2 separate regions of the Anser cygnoides genome follow, and region 1 is linked to region 2. Evidence: chromatin contacts called from public Hi-C data. All regions are on one chromosome and are shown on one strand. Each heading gives the region's core, a stretch centred on a gene start, on an enhancer-like site or on the middle of the called end of the contact. The rest is flanking DNA. Distances are from core to core; before and after follow the strand shown. Region 1 holds the start of TUT4 (terminal uridylyl transferase 4). Region 2 overlaps TUT4 (terminal uridylyl transferase 4).

Region 1 (7,254 bases), core at 1,763-4,262, 39 kb after region 2:
GCAAGAAAGAGGTGTGTCACCAAGCAGCAAATGCCAAGGACTAATTTCTGAACCTACTAGTGCTGACCAATCCCACTCCAAACGGAGGAAAGCCACCCTCCCTCTGTTCCACCAGCTGTGTAATTACATTACTGTGTCCTCCCTTCCCTGTGTATTTCATATAAAGATACCTAATGCCTCAGAGTTTGGGGTCTGACCCCACTTTTACTGTACTAGTTGTTTAAACTTTTGAAAAACCCCACCGTTTCGCAATCGGCTTAAGCTCTGAAGCCAAAAAAGGGGTACCACCTGCCTCAAATGTTGCTCTGTGTTGCAAGGTACATGCTGTAACCAGATCAGGAAACTGATCCAAGTTAGCTCTAACTTTTAAGAACAAACAACATTTGTACCAGTACAGGGTACAGGGTAGGAGGCTAGAGAGGAAAAAAAAAAAAAAAGGAAAAAAGAGGGAAAAAAAGCAATACAGCACTACATAGGCGTAAGGCCTTTCAGAGGCTAAAGTAGCTTCTGGAGGCCTGAACTGATCACGAAGCTGGCTTAAATAGCAGCTACATATTTAAATTCTATCTATCCATCTTCTTCTTAAACTTCTGTTTCTCCTTGCTGTTTGTGCTCAATAAAAATACAACAGTGTGTATTTTTGGCATAGAACTTTATCTGGATCTTGTATTAACAGTGATCCTTCCACCCAAACCCTAATCCTTTAGGAGGACATCCTTTGCACTACCTCGTACCAGCTGCAAACTAGTTCACAAACCACAGCCAAAGCAAATGGATCCGTTACCACCAGCATCCTTAGGTCTGCTTTACTAGGATCCAGCACTTTCACTTCTGAAAGAAATACACTGGAAACTGTTACTTTAGAAAAGTTGTCAAAAATACACTCATATAGTTGGCACATGCGTTGATTCACAACCGTTTGTAACACTAAACTGATTCCAGACTCCCAAGTCAAGTTTTGCTGACACCAAAAACTGAAGTCTGAAAGTTACTTCTTGCTGGCAATGTTTCTTTTAGACAGCAACAGAAATAAAAATTAATTAAGTAATCTAGTAACATGTGATGCACTGTTTTTTTCCAAAGATTTACTAAAACATCAGAACCAAGGGTATAGTATGGGTACATACACATCTGTGTATGCAGCGCTGTTCAAAAGTAAAACATGAGATTCATATGCATTCTTACTAAACTTAGACAATGTGTTTTCAGTACTTCTGTGCTAAAAGAGTTACTGATCTATCACTTATGTACAATTAAACAACTTGTGATTATTATTGTACGCTGTTTGATAATGCGCCAAAAGCATCAGAAACGTTGACTTCCCCTGGATGGCTTCCATGCTGCAAATTAATCCAATAAGCAAAACGCAGAATCTGTCCTTCCATGAAAAAAATAAATACTCTGTACCAGTATTACGTTACCTCATCAAGATGAGGACAACAATTAAAGTTGATTTAGTAAAAACACTTCATAAAATGTAAAAGCAAGCACAACTAGAAAGCAGGATATACTCTCAGCTGGGCAAGATTTTGAACTGCCTTATCGATATGAATATACAAACCAAAACCGTGACAAGCAGATCCACAAGAAATTTAAGAGGAGCTCCCTAGGGATATCTTGCTTTCAAGTAGGACACAGGGAAATCCTTCTCCCCTTTGTCCCTGCAGCAGTAATTCCCTTCAGAGGAAGAAGCAGGCAAATGCCCTGTACCGTGTAGGTGCCCCGTGGCACCTTGCAATTTCTGTTCCTGCGCTAGGTGGGTAGGAGACAAAGTCCCAGCTGTTTTCTGTGCAAGGACAGAACACAGAAAGAACTTTCTGATCCCTCTCTATGTATCCTCCAGGATCATATCCCAACACATATGTTCTGGGAAACTGTAATTTCATCCTAAAAATAATTTTATGCAGCGATTATCACTAAAGTCAGGTAGACAAAAGCTCACTACATAACTAATGGTTGAAAAGGAGACCTCTCACTCCTAATATAGCTTCTTCTGTCAGATACTGTAATTAAGTCATATTTCCATGTCTGGGTTACTTTTCTCGTCTCGGAAATAATTATGTCATAACTATCTGGGGTCAGACTGTCCAAAAGCACCTCCCCGAGCTGGGAACATAAGTAAAACAAAACCAACATGTATCCTCTATTTTCAAGCAGATGCAGTGACCCTCAAAGGCAGGGCAAGGCATTCATGAAGCAAAGTGACGTGGGGGTGGCGTGAAAACCAAAAAGAATTAATGGATCCGCACGCAGATAAAACTATTGTTTCACATACCAGTCCCTCCCTAATACCTCAGCCTGAACCTGATTACATTGTTCCTCTGCGCCCTCACAGCTCATCCCCTTTGCTATTCCCACAAACAACCTTAACAGCAAGAAGGCCTCGGGGGCTGTGACACATTGAGCCAACTGGCACATCGCAGCGTCCTGCAGGAGCTGGAGCCTCGTTCAGCTCTCCCCGCACACGAGACGAGCCGACAAAAGAGCCACAGCCACCCCGGGGGGAGGCAGCCCCCGGCGGCGCTGCGGGCACCCCGCGACGCCCAGAACCCCGAACCTCTCCCCTGGGCGAGCAGGAGGGGCCACGGCCGGGCTGGACGGGGGCCCAGCGGGCGAGGATGGCCCGGGACCCCCCCTCGCAGCCTTTCAGCGGCCGGCCGCAGGGCTGCGAGGCTTCGGCGAGCGGCGGGGCCGGGGCCGGGCGGGCTGAGGCCGGGGGCTCCGGGGGCTCCGGGGGCTCCGCGGGCACCGTGCCCCCCGAGCCCGCCTCGCCCCGCCGCGCACGGGGGGAGAGGGGAAAGGGGAGAGGGCAGAGAGCGCCCAGCCGCCCTCACCCTGTCGGGGGAGCCCCCTCCCGGCCCCCCGGGGCCCGGTACCTGGCTGCGGCCCTAAGGGTGCCGGGGCTGCGCCCCCGCCATGCCCGGCTCCGGCTGCTGGAGGCCCCGACGGCAGCGGCTCAGTCCGGCCCGGCCGCCATGTCAGCCGCGCCGCGCGCTGCATTGTGGGGCAGGGCGGGAGGGAGAGCCCCGGGGGCGGGCGGCTCGCCTCGGCCAGGCTCGGTTCCTTTTGGCCCGGCTCGGTTCGCTTGGGCTTGGCACGGCTGGGTTCGGCCTCCCCCGGCCCCTCGGCCCTTCCCGGGGCTCCCTCGGTTTAGGGGAGAGCCCCGCTTGCCGCCTTCCCCCGCCTTCCCGGCCGGCCTGCCGCGGTGCTGCAGCAGGGGGCTGAGGGAATCAGCTGCTCGATTTTTTCCCCTCAATTTTTTTCCGTTTTTTTTTCCACAAGCCGTGAGGGAATGCCCGGCCCCCCTCACGCAGGCAAGGCCCCAGGCCCTGTAGAGCCGCCTTTGGGCTTGTTCATCCGCTGTGGTGGCTCCTTGAGGGTCCCCCACCACAGCCTGCGCCTCTGAGGTTTTTTTGCCCCTTAGCCTGCTCTGCACGCTGCCGGTCGGTGGAGGAGCGCTGGTGTGCTCCACACAAAGCAGCCTGTGGTAAACAGGCTGCAGGACACCCCGAACCTCCCGGGGCCTTTCCCCAACACGGGACACACTGAGGGAAATGCTCCCTGGCTCCCTGACCTTGGCTGCAAAGCTGGCCCCAGCTGCAGCTAGGGACAGCGGCTTGGCCAGCGTGTCTGCTGGCACTCCCGCAGGTCTCGGGGGAGAAGAGCTGGCCTGCCCAGCTCTTGGCAGTGCTGGGGGGTGACCTAAAGAAATTGGCAAGTGTTTATGTAAGGCAAATCTCTCAGTGATGCAGTACAGCACTACCCCTTCTTGGCAGGGAAATGTCATGTTGTTGGCACTTCTTAGCCCTGGGTAAGGAGGCCTGTCCAGAAAAACAAGGGGCATAAAAGATTACTGTTGAACTACTGAAGAGATTGAAAGGAAGTTACTCAAAATAACATGAATAATAGTGCTGGAAAGGCTACCTCAGGGAGCCTGTGTAGGTAAAAGTTGCAAAATCTGTAATGCTGGATGCTACAAATGCTGGTGGAATAAAGCTTTGAAATGTATTGTCAGTTCAGTGCAATCCTTAGAGCTAATCTGCTTTCTCATGGTTCACTTGAAGTTCAAGTTTTACAAAACGAGGAATGGATACCTCAGGGTATTGCTAATGGGAAGTTGCGCAGAGCTTTCGCCTTTAGAAAGATGGGCCTAATCCCGTCAAAATCAGCAGTGACAAAAATTGAAGTGCTTCAGTGCTGTTCGGTGAGCAGCTGAGGTTAGCTGGGTGGTGGTTTCAATCCAGTCCTATTTGACAAATATTTTTATTAGGTTTAGTAGGCCAAAGAGTAAATTGCAAAAGTAACTAAATTATACTTGCTACTGGATATTGTCATCCTAGATCGATATTTAGACATGCTACTGAGCAAACAGACACCAGTTTGTTAGCCTGATTGGCATTTTTCCTGCGAGCTGAAATTTATTAGAATATATCAGATTCTTTCAACAATTTAGTTCAAACTGTTGGATAGACTTTAATTGAAAATGCTAGTGCAGTTTGGCTCTGAAAACTCGAACCACTACAAAACCAATGGTCTTTGACATAGTTGCTGTGTATTTTCAGAAACAATTCTGCTTTCTTTGCTGATGTTGAATGTTTTATTGCAGGGAGTAGTATAGAAACATGGCAGTAAAAGAGGAAGCTGAATTCCACTGCCAGCTGGCCATTATTTAAAGAACTCCTAATTCAGTGACAGTGATCAAAAGCATTCAGATTCTGGGCTGAGTTTGTAGGAGGAAAACGTAATTCTAAAAGCAAGTGAGTTTTGTCTGGGAATCAGAGACAATAAATGTGAAGCTGTAGGAAGCAGATTTTATAGAGTCCCTATCCAGAGCAAAACCTCGCTTGTCTCATGTTGCAGTGTGATGCCTTATTTGTAGCCCCATACCAAAACTACTATATCATTATACCTAAAAATAATGCAGAAGTGTATTGTAGATTTATTTTTAATTTTCTGACCAAAAAAAAAGATGAGCAAGTTACATTATTTTCATTGTTGGAATAATTTGATTATTTTTAGAATTCGATTGTATTTATTTAAAAGTATATAGTATATTAAAGCCCTATTCTCTATCTCCAGATGTGTGTTAAGAAACTCTCTAAAGCTTCTTAGATGATTTATTTGTAAAGTGAGGAAATCATACTTGGTTCTTGGTCAATATTACAGGCAGAAAAGTATACAGGAAGATGGCACTTATCTGTGGAGATGAGAACTTCAGCCTCTTAGCACTGGGTATCTTCCCCATAGACAGCATGGTAGAAGATTTTTCATCCACATAGAATATTGCATGATTTCTTGACGTTGAATGTCTACCTAAGCTGAAATACATAAAAACATGCTAAGTCTGAAATGTTTAAAACCTGTCGTTAAATCTTTCAACTAGTTATACGTAGCTTCTGCACTTTCAGTAATGCCACTTATGCATGAATCACCCTAAGCAAATTTAATCAAGCTGTCAAAGATCTACCAAAACTTTCAGTTAAAATAAATAATAAAATAAAATCACACAGTAAGATTAAGAAATGTAATTTGCTCTTCAAAAGATGGATTTCCAATATGCCTTGGATGTGCTACTTAATTGTTTTCTGTAAATCTCTGCATTTTGCTTTTCTTTGCCAAGAGGTATCAGTCATAGGCATGGAGGGCCAGTTTCTTAGTCCAAGAAAAAAATCAATGATCATCAAATGCTTTCTATTGTTGTTACCTTGTATATACAAATCCTTTTCTTCCTGCAGGCATAGTAGCAAATGATAGAAATGGCTGTTTTTTCATGCAGACAACCCAAGAAGGGTGTTAGTGCACTGATCCTGAGGCAGTGGCATGGCTCTGAGAACTGAAAGCTTTGGTAACAAATTTAGTTTCCAATGCTTAATGCTTCTTTCTCACTTGACACCTCCTTGGTAATGTGCTTTCTCCTAGATCACCCTGTCACTTGTCACAAACCAAGTGCTCGCAGAGGAGAAGTTCGTGAAGGCTTGACAAAGAGTGCTCCATTGCACATGATATTGTGCGTGGCATGTCTGTAATTCTCAGTTTTTGCTGACTGTATGCTGGGACTCTTGCTCTGAGCACTCGCAGCTGTAACCATTAGCAACCAAGCCACTGGTATCCTTTGATGTTACATCATAGTTACTAGATGCTATAGTCAGGATACTAAAGAAATGCACTTGCAAGTCCATCAAAAAAATCACAAAACTATCCCTTATTTCCCTAGGACATAGTTAAAACCAATCTCTATGTCTGGCATCCCACTGACACAGCATTACTACTCTCAAGCAGAAGGAAGTAGGTGTTGTACCCATAAATGGCCTCCCTTAACACACCACTACCACAATGAAACATTCTGGTTTAGCCTATTTAAATCCTCCATGAATACATGCCCCTCAGGTCTTGCATGTAACGCAGCTTCTGCTACACCTCTGCAAGAGCCAGACTGTTGCAAAAGCTCCGTTTGCAGCAGTCCCTTCTTTCCGGCAGGGTTTTGCTATTGTGGCAAGTGTCTCTGCAGCGCGGTGCAGCATGCTAGATCCTGAGGGCAGTGTGGAGCACAAGCCTTCCTCTTCCTTCCCCAAAGTTTTTCTCATCCCTGTAGCCATGCTCCTTGCAATTGCAGCACTCCTGCTCTTAGCATTTTCCGCTACGCAGCAAAAAGAGACTGATTTTTACACTTTCAAAGTTGTAAACATCAGGGGCAAACTAGTCTCTCTGGAGAAGTACAGGGGCTCGGTAAGTCCGCAAGGCGGTGGGCAGCTCTCGGGCGCTAGCAGCCAGTCCTTGCATGTCTGCGGAAACCAAGTGCGGGAGAAGAGATTGTTCATTATTAACTCGGTGCATGCATGCAGATAGATTTGTATTTACGACTCTTCTTTAACTGATCTGGAGCGTTGCCTGCAAGCTTGCTTTGATACCGCTCCGTAGGTCTTTGCACTGTAAATAAAACGTTTGCAAGTCTAACCCCTCTGTGTGTCGAGTCTTTTCCTTCTGCAGGCTGCTCCCTGCATACGTGGCAGGCAGGGAATGCCTGTGTGCCTGTCCTTCGTGCAGCAAGATGAATTGCACTGGATTGCACCTATTAAACTAGAAGCACAGGAAGTTTGCACCTTTGTACAAGATTACTTTTGGAGCTTTTTTCTGCCTTTCTACTGCATGACTTTTAGTAGATTATTTTTGCCTGAATTCCATTTCTCTTTGAAGTTCTGCATTTAAAAAGGGATTTAATCAGTGGTTAATGGACTTAACATATTTCACCATCAT
Region 2 (6,550 bases), core at 1,945-4,444:
ACTCACAGCTGAAAATCTACTGTTGCTGCCAATTACTCTGTTAGTGCAGAGAAAGGCTGTGCAGGAGATTTCCCCAATTTCTCTCTTCTGATGAACTGCATCAGCATGTTATATGATGGATATATACATATATTTATGTATATTTAAACATAGGAGGAGTTAAAATAAATCAAAAGACCATTATTATGCTTTAAAAGATAACAGTTCAAATTCAAGGGCTGCCACATTTTAAGTTGCTTAGAAAACTGTGGGCTTTAATTACTATATACTGTTTTTCTGATCCTCAAACATACATGTGTGTTTGGCTTTATTCTTATGAGGCAAAAGGCTGTTGCCCACCTGCTGCAGGGGAAACATTTACGACATATTCTCAGGAAACAATATCTAGATTAAGGAAGTGAGGCAGGATAAACTATAAGAGAAACGACTGCATAAGACCACGTATACTGCACTAAATACAGGGGGACAATACTCAGCTTGCACAACCATAGTTCTGCCAGTGTTAACATTACAGCTGCAATCTCAGCGTTCACCTAATAATCTATGTAACAACATAAATGGAAACTGCATTTGTAAGCATGCTCACAGAAACGTACTTTAGACTCAAAACAATTATTCCAACATCGCTTAGTTGAATGCATGTTTTCTCATGTGTTGCACAGCCATTAATGGCAGATAGGACCATGCCTAAAATTTTACAAAGATTCAACTTGCATAATTTTTTTTCCTATAAAAATTATAGGAAATTTAAGACAATGAAGGTACTGACTCAGTTTCTTAAGCTTTTTTTTTTAAAATGTAAAACAAATTGGAAGAGTTAGCTGTTTCTGTAACACTTAACATTTGTACACAAAGTGTGAGAGGTTTGATACAACAGAGAAGAATTACCTGAATTCCCCACAGTGCCATTGTTCACCAGTGAGTTTGGAGTCACAGGATTGTGCCAGTGTCCCTCATGAGAAGTGCTGGGGATTCCCATGGGCCTGGCAGCAGGCTGTGCAAAGATGATACTGGGATCATTCAAGCTTACACTGCTCTGGTTATTTGTGGTGGTGCTGCTGCCAGATCTCATAGAAAATGGAACATTTGTAGAATGAGGAGGGTTACCCGGTGCAGAGTGAATAACAGGCCCGTGAATAGGCCACGAAGTGTTAGGAAGCTGAATTTGGTGGTGATGGTGCATCTGAAGTAGTCCCAGGTTATGCAAGGTGGAATACTGACCTGGGGGAGATTGGGGAAAGTTAAACAAAGGCAGCTGGACCTGATGGGGTGGCTGTGCACCCTGCTGTGGTTGTGGAACGTGCTTAGACTGGGATATTGGTTGTGGCTGAGTCTGGTTAATGGAGGCTGGCTGAGAGGAATTCTGTGTAAATTGTTGAGGTTGTGGAGAATAAGATGATTGATGCGAATCAGACTGGAGGGGAAAAAAATATGTATTTCTGATTAGTTCACTAGCTATTTAATGGTGTTTTTCTTTAATAAGCAAACAACTTATTAGACTATTTATAAAAAAGGCAGAGCACTCCCCAGCAACACCCCAACTACTAAGTCCAACATCCAGCTGGTTAAAATAAAAGCAGTTCAGCTGACATTTTTTCCCAGCAGTTGATTTGGCCTGCCAACACGGCCCATCCCACCACCAAAATCATCATTTTAAGCAAACATTAGCCACAAGCTCTTCATTAGACTCCTCACACATCTGTTTCTGATTTTTCATCAGTGTCTTCCCTACCCTGTTTATTTACAGCCCAGAATCTCATTAAAGAGGTAACTTACTTATAAACAGAGTTGTTCTTATTACTACAGATAGTTTTGTAAGTGATTCCAAAATAAGTTTCAAGTATTTCTTTAGTTGTTATATAACCTGTTAAACAAGAAATTGAAGCTCCTAACGCTCAGTTTCAATCTCTATATCCTGATGTCATGTCATGGCTGAAGGAACAGAAACAGCCGGTATCACAGCATTTACAGAGCTCTTACAAAGTTTTCCCTTTCGCCAGCAACAGAAACAGGCATAAGCCTACCTCATCTGTTTGGTGTTACAACTAAACAGAGAAGCACTTCAAGAACTCAGTTGGCAGGGAAAAAAGTACCCCAGCTTATCTGCCGAAATTTATTACCAGTATTAATGTAATTTGTTTTTAAACATTCAAATGAGACAGTGATGGCATGAGAAAGGTACCTCCAAAGACAGATTCAAATGTGAGATGTCTGCCTAGGTCACAGACGATTATCTGATTCTCAGATTTCCATCTTCCCCTAGAGGTGCTTGCCTCCCTCCACAGACTACACAGACAGCTAAGCTCCAAGTCAGCTGCTGTCAAACATCTGAAGTTAAAGGTCTCAGCAGCTTGTCACTACCTATGACTGGTCTCCTGTTTACATTGGCAGTTACTTTTCTTCAATAACCAGTAGGTAAGACAGGACTTCCCCACGCCAGCCGTTCACAGCGTTACACTGAGCAGCATGCTGTGTCTTTGCCTAAGCAAAGTTGAAGCCCAGAAGCTGGGACTGCTCCCTGCTGCTATTCCACCTGTTTCTGTTGCAGTACCTCCTATACCTTTCTATCAAACAAGGAAGAGCCTTCTTGCAACCATTAAATTATCACAAGCATGCATAGGACATGCCAGCAGCAGGAGAGGAGGAATGTTAGGCTCCAGCCTCTACGTCTGCTTCTGCAGCCCTATTTTCTATTTTCATTCCCTCTTGCTCCACTAACATTCCCCCTTCCTATCCTCAAACAACCCTCAGCACACATTCTCCAAGAAATCCCAGCCAAATGACAGCCATGTAACACATGCACAGTGTCCAAGACACAAGACATCCAGATGACACAACACTGTGCACATACACTGGACCTACTGCATCTGATGTGCCTACGTGCGTACCCACACGTCCAGCTTCAATTTCCCAAGCAGAAATAGAAGGCTCCAGGGATACTCCTTCAATTAGGTTAGGACTGTATCAGTCCCTCCTTAACAGTATATTATTATAGTAAAAATGATGTTATAAGGTCTGTTACTGGAGCAAACACTCCAATAAATGTCTCATCACTTATGAAATACTTTACACCTAAAGTAGTAAACTGAACAAAGAGCATTAGGAATCAGCAGCCCCAATTACTACATTTGCTTACTTGCCAGCTTCATGAGCAGGCACAAGTTTCTCATGCTACTAGCTTAAAATTAGTAAGTTTTCACTGTATTCTATACTTCAATAACATTAAATGTTAACAGCTGTATTTACTCAAATACCCTCTGCTATCTATCACACTTTGGAGCAAGTTAAACACATCTTATCTGGTTCTATATACACTTGAACAAATTCTGAGAAAACTACCAAACATTCCCCCATTGTCCTGTTTGTGCTTCTAGTTTGTGCTGGCAGACTCTTTCCCTGTATAACATCTGAACTGAGGAATGATTAACCCATGTTCCCGGTCTGTTCACGGCAGTCCCCTCAGACAGTTCTCTTTTTAAACCACAGAGAATCATGATAGTCACAAACCTAGATCTCTAGCGTGTTAACAATAAGCTGTGCTTTACTTCCCTTAGTAATTCCAGAATAACTAAGCACAAGACTTCAAAAGCCACCCTAACTTAAATTTGACAAACAGTGAAGTTGACCTTTCAGAATTGAGTTCTCCTATGAAATGTGACTATGCGGTTTTCATACTGAAAGACCATGAACGGTCCTCAAAGAAACACTGCGTTACAAATCAAAGTTTCATTAACTGGCAATGTAGAGTGCAATGTTGTCATTGTAAAGTCCAGAGTCCATTCAAAAAATCTGGGCAAATCTATTCCTAGTGCAGCCCAGGGTTGCTGGTTTGCTAAAGCTACTTACTTTAATACCGTAGCTAATTGGAACTTACACATTCCGATGACTGTCTAGTACGCAAGGGTCGTTCCACTTGCTGCTGGCTTACAGCCACTAGCTGTGAATTTACCATGCTTCGGACCAACTGGGTGCCTAATCAAGGAACAAAAAAAATTTGAATAAAAAACACAAGGTTATGGATTACAGTATGAACGCTGAACTGGGAGTCAGTGACATTGTAAGTCTCATGTGACACAGTGTAGGTAAATCACTTTAATGTCTCCTGCCTTTAAGAGGAAAACTTTCCATCTACTGGTACCAGCTGACACCAGCTAAAGCCAAAATCTAATTCTGTGTAATACAAATCCTAGCATGAACAAGGTTCACTTTGCTAACAGGTGGGAGTGCTCCTTTACACAGGTTTCCACGCTATTGCTGTGAGTAGCGGGATTTCAAACGGCATTAGCAACAGCAGAAACTTTTGGTGAAAGAGGAAAAAAGGGGATATCAGAATACAGAAAAGCAGCAAGGTTCTCTCCACATTTCATTTATCATGTCTTTCCCTACTTTTTCAAGTACCATGGACCCTGAAGGACGTAACTGGAATGGGTTTGCAGTTAGATTTGTCTCTAAATACTAAAAGTAATTTCAAAAGTGGATCTAGTTTCTTAATGGATCTGCATGCTTTTAGAAGTGATACTTAAGACCACTGATTTTTTGTGAAAATATATTTACTTACCTCTCACAGATGATAGAGGGTTAGCTAACATTTAAGAAACACTTAGAAAAGGAAATGTATTCAATTATTACTATGATTACTACTTCTAAGTGCACCCAGCGAGAGTGGAAGTCAAATAATGCAAGACTCTGAAGGCTATACTTACTGCTGAGTATGTTTTTACCACCCATACGAAGACTATACTTCAATAGGTATTACTTCTCTTGAAGAAAAGCAACACTTAATCTAAAAGCTGTATTTGCAATGACTGAAAGCATTAGTTGCAGTTCAAAAGTTAATTAACAGGTCTGAATAGAAACCTAGAAAGAAGGGATGTCAGAACTTGCAGATGATACTAAGAACACAAACTTTCCTTACCTGGCACACTACTATTTCTCTGTCGGGTTTGTTTGAATTCAGGACAATCTCTTCTAACATGACCCACATCTCCACAGATGAAACACCTCTTCTCTCTCGTTTCTCTATCTTCTTCTTTCACTTCTTTTTCATCATCTTTCTCATTCTCTTTTTTCTTCAACCTGAATGATAATTTTTTATTAGCACTATTACAAAAACCACAAAGAAAAATGTCCGTTGAGTTGTTAGATTGTGCAAAGGAAACTGTTACACAACCAACAGCTGTACCAACATATAAGTACTTCAGAAATACCAGAAAAGTATTAGTGATCAGGAACCAAGACAAGAGGCAAAGGTCTTCTTCAACGTGATGGCTCCAGGACTATTGAATATTAGTACCATTTTGTGAGCTGTACATACAATTTGAGAGAGAGTCTGTGTGGCTGCGCTGTGGCAGCAGTTTCTGAAGAACAGATCACAATCTCAGATTTTTACTTTTAAAATGTTAGCTTTATGTATTACTTACCTCCTCCTCTTTGGACAGTCTTTCATGTAGTGACCAATTTTTCCACAGACACGACAACATCTGTCATTGGGTGCCAATTCCCCATCTGTCAGCACTTTCGAGTCAAAAAAGTATTCCTATCAAAATGCATCAGACAGATACAATGTATAAACCAATCACTTAAAAAGACTGAGAAATGAAAGAATAATAGCAAGCTTGCCTCTTCCTTTGTTCACATCTTATGAGTCTGTTTTTTTAGCTACATAAATAGCTAAAAAATCTCTTTCTGGGTTTTAAAGCTGATTTTGCTGTTCTCTGCAATACTTAATGCCATACAATGAAAAGAAAACAAAACACCAAAATAAGCTTACTTCTCGCTAAACTGCCATGAATACCCATCAGCCACCCAACTACTCCTGTGAATTTTATACCACAGAAGTCCAATACTAAGCTGTACATTTTATGGAGGCAATGCATAATTACATAGATTATGTTGATAAAATTGATAAATACATACAAGAGATTTGCTCTGGACTCATCATTTTAGTGGTCAGAGGAAGGTAAAAAAACTACTAAAAACTATGAAAACTTACAGCTTCTCTTCCAACAGTTGGGTAGAACGGGGTACCAAATAATTTCCTCCCATTGATAAATGCCTTCATTATGAAATTGGTCACTATTGAAGAAAGATAAAATTATTAGGAAACAGAAAAGGCACAACACTTTAGAAAACAGTAGTTGTTAATGATTAGAAGAAATTAATAGCTTACTTTTCCTAGAGACTCCAGCACCAAGATTATGATTCAAGTCAAAAGGATCTGTGTAAAGAAGGGGGGAAAAACAAATCTGAGTTGGAAAAAGTGTAATGTAACATAACTTTCATTAACCTAATTTTTATCAACAGCACTTTAAAGATGTATTATTAAAAGTTTAGAGTCTAATCTCACTTTGTAAGCTGTAGGACTTGCAATTTTTTATTTTTTATTTTTAAACATTGATGGTAGTTTGCTTACATAAAGATCCTGTGCAACAATGAGAACAGATCCCAAAACAACAGCATACATCACTCCTTCATTAATAGAGCCAAAATTCAGCAATTACCTTCGATAGCAATACATTTGGATGTCCACTGTTTCTCAAACGTAGTTAAC

What was found. A called contact is a pair of places that touch in the nucleus more often than the background predicts.
Region 1: a Hi-C map of liver shows a contact between it and region 2, with 5 times the contacts expected there. The contact joins the promoter of TUT4 here to the enhancer-like site in region 2. A contact is called at or near these places in 2 of 7 Hi-C or Micro-C datasets (both in liver).

Annotation. Positions count from the first base shown.
Region 1 is chr8:27,468,165-27,475,418 of Taihu_goose_T2T_genome, forward strand. It overlaps TUT4 (terminal uridylyl transferase 4), which reads right to left and starts at 3,013. Exons shown (of 30, transcript XM_048061909.2): 1 at 2,877-3,013. It overlaps GPX7 (glutathione peroxidase 7), which reads left to right and starts at 6,520. Exons shown (of 3, transcript XM_013176298.3): 1 at 6,520-6,726. The coding sequence starts at 6,520. It overlaps LOC106033012 (a long non-coding RNA gene), which reads right to left. Exons shown (of 7, transcript XR_010833272.1): 7 at 6,687-6,782.
Region 2 is chr8:27,429,292-27,435,841 of Taihu_goose_T2T_genome, forward strand. TUT4 (terminal uridylyl transferase 4) reads right to left here. Exons shown (of 30, transcript XM_048061909.2): 22 at 6,501-6,550; 23 at 6,170-6,217; 24 at 5,993-6,075; 25 at 5,421-5,536; 26 at 4,916-5,076; 27 at 3,875-3,972; 28 at 889-1,414. Among named protein-coding and RNA genes, the nearest start is that of PRPF38A, 14 kb to the left of the region's middle. Within about 2 kb of position 3,195, at least 2 of the 3 cell types and tissues checked have open chromatin away from gene starts, as enhancers often do. A contact at or near this core is called in liver, where this site is marked.